Regions from separate parts of the Gossypium arboreum genome. Here regions 1 and 3 are each linked to region 2. A link is a contact called in public Hi-C data. All regions are on one chromosome and are shown on one strand. The core of a region is the stretch at or near the end of the contact, and the rest is flanking DNA. Distances in the headings are between cores, read along the strand shown.

Region 1 (2,888 bases), core at 138-2,637, 670 kb before region 2:
ATGTAAAATTGAACTAAAATTAAACATTCACATAGATATAATAGTGTTTTTTGTTTTATATTTCACTTTCTTTCAATTATGTGGTTTATAAAAAAAAATTAAACTAAATCAAAATGTATGTATGAAATTTTTTGAGTCAAAATAAATGTATAAATTTGAGATTTGAAAATTTTTTTAAGTTATTAATAAAATAAATTATTATAAATATTAAATTAAATAACTATTTCAACTAGGGATTTAAATTGCAGTCACGGCCGCGTTTTCGGTTGCGTTGCGTTTGTCGCGGTTGCGGACATAACGGATGCTATTGCGGTCACTTCGAATATCGCGGTCGTGAATTGTTTTAAAAATTCACACAACTTATTGTAAAACATAATAGCGGTTTCGACAATAACGGTTTCAGATAGTGCCGCTACAACTATATAGCGGCTGCTATAACGATATCGAACTGCTATTTAAATCCCTGATTTCAAACATATAATTTTATTCGGATTGGATTTCATTTTCGATAGTGGGATATATCAACTTTGTATGGATCCTTTCAATTGGCTCCTTTATCAGTATTGAAAGCCACTTTGCGATGGGTATGGATTTCTTTTTGCTCTTCTCGTCTTTGTTGTTTATGATATTAAGGTGTTGAAGTTTGTGTTTGATTCTTGAGGTTCACGCGTGAGTTTAGGTGTTATTTTAGGCTTTCCTTTTTCTGCATTGAACCTTGTTTTTTTTTTAGTTATATGTTAATTTTGTATTGTTCTGGTTTCTTAATAATATTATTGCTTAGTTAAAAAAAATTTAATTTGTTGAGTGTTTATTTTATTGTATCATTTAGAATTACTCATTCATATATATATATATATATATATATAAAAGGTACTAATTATTTATATAACATATTAAAAGTAATTAGGTATTATGTACCGTAATATGTTACCCCTTAGAAGTTACATATGTCTTAACTCTTCAAAAAATTATCAACAAGCAGGGTAAGAACATTCAAATAACAGACACTCATAATGGAAAGCTCGCCAGATTGATAATGGACAAACTTATATATAACGTTTTATACTATTTATATACCAAAATTCAAATATGAAATCACAGATTCGATTCTAACAGTTGAGCAAAGTACTTCAACTTTTGAATATTCAACTTTTGAATAAGTAATTTAATGCCAACGAATAATTGGAACTATTATAATGGAGCAGAGTGCTGTTAACTTTTAAAATTTTGATTTGAATCGGTGTATGGGAAATTAGTGGTACTACTTTTGTAGTCCAGAGCAGATGCATATGATCCAAAAGTTGGGTTCATAGTCAAGAATGTAGCCAATTAAAGGCCATGAAACGCCTTAGTTCCTATCCAATATAGCCTAGCAAGCCACACTCCTCTCCGACAATCAAATTCTGCTGCATTCAGTTATTGACCTGCATTTCTGCAATAATAGGCTTAGGACCACACGCTGACGTGGCTTTTTATCAATTAGAGTCGGGTTTTAAAAATGAATATTGTGAAGATTTCCATTCAGAAGGTCGAAACTTGCGTTTTGATGGCTTCAAATTTTAAGTTTTACTCTTTCAGTATTTTAAATAAAATTTGAATTTTTTATATAAATATTTTTAATTCCTTTCAAATTTATCTTCTAAAAGAATAAAATAATTTTGTTGGTGTAAATTTAAAAATTAGCAACCGATAAAAATCAATGATGATATTAAGAATTTCCGTTAAATAAATTTGATGTGACAATGAAGAAAAAAAAGAAAAATTGAAAACAAATAATTTAAAACAGGTGTGAACTATTTATTGGCTAAATCTTTTACCTAATTTCTTTCTAAAGAAAAGAAAAACAAACTTGAGTTCATGAAAAACTGAACATTATCGTTTTCTCAATCTATCTATCCATCAAATTAACTTTAATTTTTTTATTTTTCGTATAATAAGCTGTTAAAATTGTGGAAACCCTTGATTCATCAAAGTAATTAACACCTCATCAAAGCTTTGAATTCAATTTCATAGTGAATTCAATTTATTTCCCAATTAAATTATTTTTGTTCAGCTTCTTTATCATGATGATTAAGTATTTGTGTTTTCCACTCATATAGCCCAAGTTCAAGTCTTCTTCCATGTTTATTTGATTTTAAAAAATAAGTTTTAGTTGAGTAGTAAATTTAAAGTTTTACTAATTTAATTGTTGTGAGTTTAAATCTTACAATGTTCATATTTTCCAATTAAATGTAGTTGGAAAAATCCAAAACACCGTATGTCATCCACCATGATTTTATTGAATATCAACACCAACTTATTAAAATACATATTTTGTCCTTGTTTATTATTGTACAAAGTTACTTTTGTGTTTAGTCTTTAGGAGCTAAGTTTAACCTTAATCTTATGTTAATAGGGTAATGAATCCTGCATTGCCTAAGAACAAAAGGCAAAGGGATAAAGGCAAATGGATTATAAGTCTATATAAAGACCATATCCTACATTGTTTACTGATTTGCTATATTTATATACATCAAATTAAGCTCTTTAAACCCTTAAAGAGCCTTTTCTGGAGTATTTTGTAGTGTTTTTTATCGCTTTTTTGCACTTGTTAGGTTTCATATTTAATCTTAGTTTCTATAGCGTTTTATTCTATTTTTTGTTTTTGAGAATAAAATGGCAAGTTTGTATCATTCAGAACTTAATCTTTGAGCTGAGCTTGTTTTAGGCGCTTGGTTGATTCAAAAATGAGGAGAAAACCCAAACTAGAACCAAAGTCATGATGCCAATATGTCGAGGTCGCGACACTAACGCTTTTTCCATCAACTAAGGAGGACTTCAACAATTTGCACTTAAGGGTGGACTACCTTCAAGGTCACGACATCATGCAGTTGATGTTATGACACTAG
Region 2 (2,753 bases), core at 185-2,684:
TTTGAGTGAAAAGAATGAAAAATGGTCTGGTATTTATAGGAAATAAAAGTTATCATTGGGCTGTTTAAAAACTTTACCATTTCCGTGTTTAAATTTTTACCGTTGGGTAAATGACCATCGGAGGAAAGCGCGTCTAGATGAGTGCGTTTTCACACACTCTCTCTAAAATTGACCTATTTCTCTAATTCTTCAAAAAAATGACCTACATGGCCAATTAACAAAAAAAAAAGGCATATTTAGACAACTTAGCTTTCTTTCTTTTTTAGTTTTTCAAAATTCTAATTTTTTATAATTTTAGATAAAAGATTTATAATTTTTTTGTGATTTTTTTATGTTTTTAAACAATTTTAAGAAAATTACTAGATTTCACCATATAGCACAACCTTATGTACCACATGGCGAAGTTAACAGTGTTTATATAGAAATTGACTTTTGAAGGGCTTAATTGATTGTCTATATAGAATAAGAATTCAATTGAGTGTTACTCTTAATTGAGAGCTCAATTGATTATTGAATAATGTTATAGATATTTTTTATATAATAAGCATAAAAAATAAAATATGTACTATTATTTAATATTTATATGTTTTTATAATTAAATTTAAATAAAAATATTTTTAAAAAATATTTTCTCTCTTTCCTATAAACAAAAACTGTTTGTCGGGGTGGCCAGATTTTGCGAACCAGCCGATCCATGTATTGCTCTAAGTGGGACCGAAGGGACAACTCAGCCTACATCAGGTTCTCATGTCCTTACAAACAACTCAAAACAGACACCTCCCCTATAAGATACACTCCTTTTTTCTATGCAAATTAAGAGAGCCCTTATGCCTTGTCCTTTTGCACATCCCAAACCATTTATTCCTGTAAAATATAAAATTAAGGCAATTACTAATATTTGTTCAAAAAAATATAAATAAAATTAAGGCAATTATTAGTTATAATTTCGACCAAAAATAATCTTCAGGTTTAAAACTAATTCATTATTGAAAAAATATATTAAATTTTAAAATTTTAGAATCAAATATTATTTTATTAATACCTAATAGGTCCTATTCTCTAACATGAATTTAAGAGTGTGAAGGGGCAATAAGGTCAATTGGAATAATGCACCTGACCGAAATTAGCATCTGGACCGTCTCATCGGAAGGAAATGTAGGGGTCCATAATTTTAAGGGACCACTCCCTCTCACTCTCACATAATAATGCGTCCAAAATTTTCATCTGATAACTGACCTGCATCACAAAAATACAAAACCAGGATGGATCTGTAGAAATTTTTATTTGGGTGAAGTTGATTTTTTTTTTTAAGTCTTAAATAGCGATTTAACCATAATAATAATAATAATAATAATAATAATAATTTGTCTGCCAATGAAATTAAAGCACTGGTTTCTGTAAGTTCTTGTTCCCAATGCCATGCTCCGCAATCTTCACCTCTTCAGTTTAGTCCAGTTCTTTTACTCTGTTGCTTCATTTTTGGGGGGTTGATAATTGAGATTCCATTATAAAGCAATCTGTTCTGACTACTGAAAATCTCAAGATGAAGGGCGACGACACACATTTCACGCTTACAAACAACCACATCGTTTACTACACCTTTTTCACTAAATTTCTATCTCTTCCATCTTTCAATAATTTCCCCAAATCTTTGAGTATCAGAGATTCGGCAGAAAATTGTACAGTGCACCTACAGCTGCACTGAAGAAGCAAATTTGGGTTGGGGCACTTTTATTTAAATAAAACGTATTTCTTCTAACAACCCAAGGAAATGAACAAAAGGGTATCTCAGCTTTTAGGCCTTAAACCACAATCATCCATAGTGTGCTAATTTTATCAAAGCGAAAATTAAAGAAAAGAGACAAGAGCCGGATTCTCTGAAGTAGGGGCCCTTTATAGCTCGTTTGTTTAATATACAAATCAAAAGATTTTTGTTCCTATCGTATAATAATTCCAAACCAAAGATTCAGCCTCAGGGGTACTTGTAATATATGATCAATCAAAACTCATGTGGGATTTTTCTCTCAATAAAAAGATATATATATATATATATATATTAAAGGAAACACGATTGAGATTTGAGGATTGCAGTTACAAAAGCTCCAGTCACGTGAGCTACGTTGGCTATGGTGTCTTCTTCTTTAAAGTTCACCCAAACCTTTCTTCGGAATTTACTCCCCTTGCCTATGGCCATTATCATCCTTCCATTTTTATCTTTTATCTCTTCTCTTCTTTCCCATCTTCCCCTGTAAATATTACTGTTTCTTCTTTTGGCTATGGAGTTTAAGCTTTTGTTTCACTTCCTCTGTTTCCTTCATTTGTTGTTATCGATATCAGGGGCAACGATAGAGCAAGCGGACGGAAACCCAGACAGGGAAGCTCTGGTTTCCTTCAAAAGAGGGCTTCAAAACCCTCATTTTCTATCATCATGGAACCAAAAAATTCATTTCTGCAAGTGGGATGGTGTCACTTGTCGGCTCGGCCGAGTCATCTCGCTTTCTCTTCCATCTCGGTCCTTGACAGGTTCTCTCTCTCCGTCCCTTTCGTCCCTCTCAAACCTCACCCTCCTAGACCTGTCCTCTAACTCCTTCTTTGGCCAAATTCCGACTGAGTTGGCCGAGTTGACTCTCCTCAAGACCCTCAAACTCGGGTCTAACTCTTTCACCGGAAACATCCCTTCCGAGCTGGGCAGCCTGAATGCACTTCGGACGCTAGAACTTTCCACCAATGCACTCACTGGCACAGTGCCGGCT
Region 3 (2,871 bases), core at 23-2,522, 970 kb before region 2:
TATGTTTCAACTAGGGGGAATTATGGGAAGCTTCATACAGTGTTTCTTAGGGAAGCTTATAGGAAGGGGGAGTTAACTGAGCCAAATGATTTGTATTTGGCGAGAAGGAAGTTGGGCGAGTTAGTTTTGCTAAGTTCTAGGAAGGCAATGGTGGATAAGGAACTGGTTAGCTATAGGAGGGATACGGAAGTTGATGACATAGTGTGTGTTAGACCAGACTATATGGAAACTGACTTGAAAGATTTTGGGGTTGAATATGAAATAGAGCACGATGAAGAAGGAAATGATAGTTTAGATTCTGATTTTGTTTCTGATGACATAGATGAGACTCAATATTTGGATGAAAAGGAGGATACCGTTTAAGTGAATGACAAGGCCTAAATTCTGTTAGTTATTGTCATTGTTAATTTTGAAACAGTGAACTTATAATTAGCCAGACTTTACAATGGAAGACCACTCTTTACATTCATTAACATTAAGAAGACATTTTGGATTAAGGATAGTTTTTTGGATCTGTAGAGTGCAATGGATTTCTTTGTTGTTGGTGGAAGTAGCATTTCTATGTTAATGGACTATTGAAGAAGCCGAAGGCATCTATTGTGCAATTCTTCTTGCCTGTGTTAGTCACCAATGCAAGATGTTGGTGGAAATTTCAGCAGGTAAATTGAAATAAGAAGCTCCGTGAAGATTTTGCACCATTAAGTTGCTACTGCTATAGTGTAAGTGCCACAAGTCTCTTATTTTTGCCCTCCCTTCCCTCCATCTGCGTTTTAATGTTCTGTTCACCCTTTCAAATTCTGTACAGGTGTTCTTTCTTTCTGTTTGGCAGGAAGAGAAACCAAGAAAAATATTGGTCAGGGTTAAGCAGATGGATGGATGGGTGTTCTACTACACAGGAAAGCAGGCCTTTGGCTTGAAGTAGGTGTCCCTGTTCCATGATAAAGCGTATTGGCTTTTTATTTACATTTTCCTGTCTAGAGTTCTTTTGCAGAGACTAGATAATAGTGAGTCATTACAAATGTAGAATAGGGTCTGATTAAATACTAGTATTTCTGCTGCAAATGACACATTATATCCTGTTCCTTGAGCGCTTAAGGTTTTAAGGAGATAAATATGGTGGTTTTTAAAGAAAACCGTTAGCTTAAAGTTTTATTTTATCATTTCTGGCAACCTTGGAATGAACTGCAAGAGGAATTGGCTTATCTGGTCAAACAAACTGGAATGCTTTCTTCTAATTAGCATCGTATAAAGTTTGCATATTCTCTAGTTAGAAGAATTTGTTTTTATCATACTAGTTTGGCTTTCAAGTTCTAAGCAAAATACAGTCCTGATGGAGTTTGTAGATGAAAGTTATATTGATTGGATTATATTGAGTCTTGATGAGATGAATGTAGAGATGCAAAAATTCTGTGGTTTGGTGAGTGGTAACAGCTCAAAGTATGATGCTGGGTAAGGAGTCTTCCAGTACCTATATCCTACTTCTTATGACATGAGGTTGATCATATTGTAGTATTAGTCTAGAAGAAATTAGGTACACAAGAAGTCTGACAGGGCTGCACGAGATTTTGGGATTTGAATTGAAGCTCAAATTCTAACAATGTCCACAAGTCACTAGGAGACCATATGGTGTTTCTTATAGACCTGGGATTTAATTCCTTGTGATAAAGGAAAATAGTTTTGTTTTACAGCACAACTTTTTTCCAGCCAAGTAATATGCAGGAGGAGAAAATTCTTGTTTTCCAATTCAGAAGATTCTTTTTATCACAGCTTATATAAAGCTGTTTTTTTTATTCCTCAATTGCTTTAGCATAACAAGTTAGTCCATATGAGTGGACCAGAAGATGATGTCTGCCAAAAGTCATGGGTCAGAAATTGGTTGGTTTGGTTTGAAAATCAAGAGCGAAAAATATCTTAAAAGCCAAACAAACTATAGTTTGTGTCACGTATGTGTCAAGTATTAGGTTTGAAATCTGGATGAGTCTTCATAATCCCACGTGTGAGCACTGAAAACAACAGACACCAACATAGTCTTTGATGAGTATAAACTTGATTCTTGAGAATTATGAATTGGATATTTCTTTGTATACAGTTGACACCAGACACACTCGGTCAGAACCCCTGGCCCTGTAACAAGGGTTGCCCTATCACAGGTAGAAGGCGTCAGCCTGGCCACTTTATTAATTTTTCAACTAATGGTTCTTAGCAGGTTGTGATTGTGATAACAATTTGGATGGCGAAAGCTTTTGTTGCTTTGCATTTGTGTTACGCAAGGCATAATTTTATACTCTGAAATAACAACACTGATTACAGGTTTGATTATTAACCCCCTTATTATTATTATTTTTCATTATCTTGGATAGTGATTTTGTTGTGAAAAACTTTAATAATTTATTGAAAATTTCATGTAACTGGATAATTAACTAAATATTAGGAATTATGGCTGAAAAGGAGCATTGTCATTTTGATTTGAATTTAATATCGAACAAGGGTTGTAGGGACATTTTATTTGAATAAATGTGCAATGCATCTTGTTCATTATTAATTTATCTTTTAATAAATTAGGAACCGACCATCTTTCATGTTTTCAAACGTGTCTTGGTCTACTATTTTTGTCTTTGTTTTACCGATTATCATGGGACATATTTAAATTAGTTATAACAAATTATCTTATACAATCGACGTATACTAATCAATGAAATCTGAAATTGACATTACATTTTAATAAATTCATATAATTTAGTTGGGATTGAACGAATGAGCTCAAAAATAATGTTTGTGTTATATTTTAAGATGTATATATATTTCTTATAATTTGAGAGGAAAATGGGATTATTTGAAATTGAACTCAAGTTATGATGTACTTTTTGTGAT

What was found. A called contact is a pair of places that touch in the nucleus more often than the background predicts.
Region 1: a contact with region 2 is called in a Hi-C map of leaf, with 2.9 times the contacts expected there. The contact joins the enhancer-like site here to the promoter of LOC108489915 in region 2. A contact is called at or near these places in 2 of 5 Hi-C or Micro-C datasets (both in leaf).
Region 3: a Hi-C map of leaf shows a contact between it and region 2, with 5 times the contacts expected there. The contact joins the promoter of LOC108464988 here to the promoter of LOC108489915 in region 2. A contact is called at or near these places in 2 of 5 Hi-C or Micro-C datasets (both in leaf).

What each region holds. Positions count from the first base shown.
Region 1 is chr8:70,273,349-70,276,236 of ASM2569848v2, forward strand. No RefSeq gene overlaps it. Among protein-coding and RNA genes, the nearest start is that of LOC128279690, 11 kb to the right of the region's middle. Within about 2 kb of position 1,388, at least 2 of the 2 cell types and tissues checked have an H3K27ac peak or open chromatin away from gene starts, as enhancers often do. A contact at or near this core is called in leaf, where this site is marked.
Region 2 is chr8:70,946,598-70,949,350 of ASM2569848v2, forward strand. It overlaps LOC108489915 (leucine-rich repeat receptor protein kinase EMS1-like), which reads left to right and starts at 1,435. Exons shown (of 1, transcript XM_017794657.2): 1 at 1,435-2,753. The coding sequence starts at 2,277.
Region 3 is chr8:69,981,500-69,984,370 of ASM2569848v2, forward strand. It overlaps LOC108464988 (E3 ubiquitin-protein ligase XBAT33-like), which reads left to right and starts at 1,273. Exons shown (of 12, transcript XM_017765286.2): 1 at 1,273-2,310. It overlaps LOC108464987 (protein ROOT PRIMORDIUM DEFECTIVE 1), which reads left to right. Exons shown (of 2, transcript XM_017765285.2): 1 at 1-719; 2 at 806-1,133. The coding sequence ends at 363.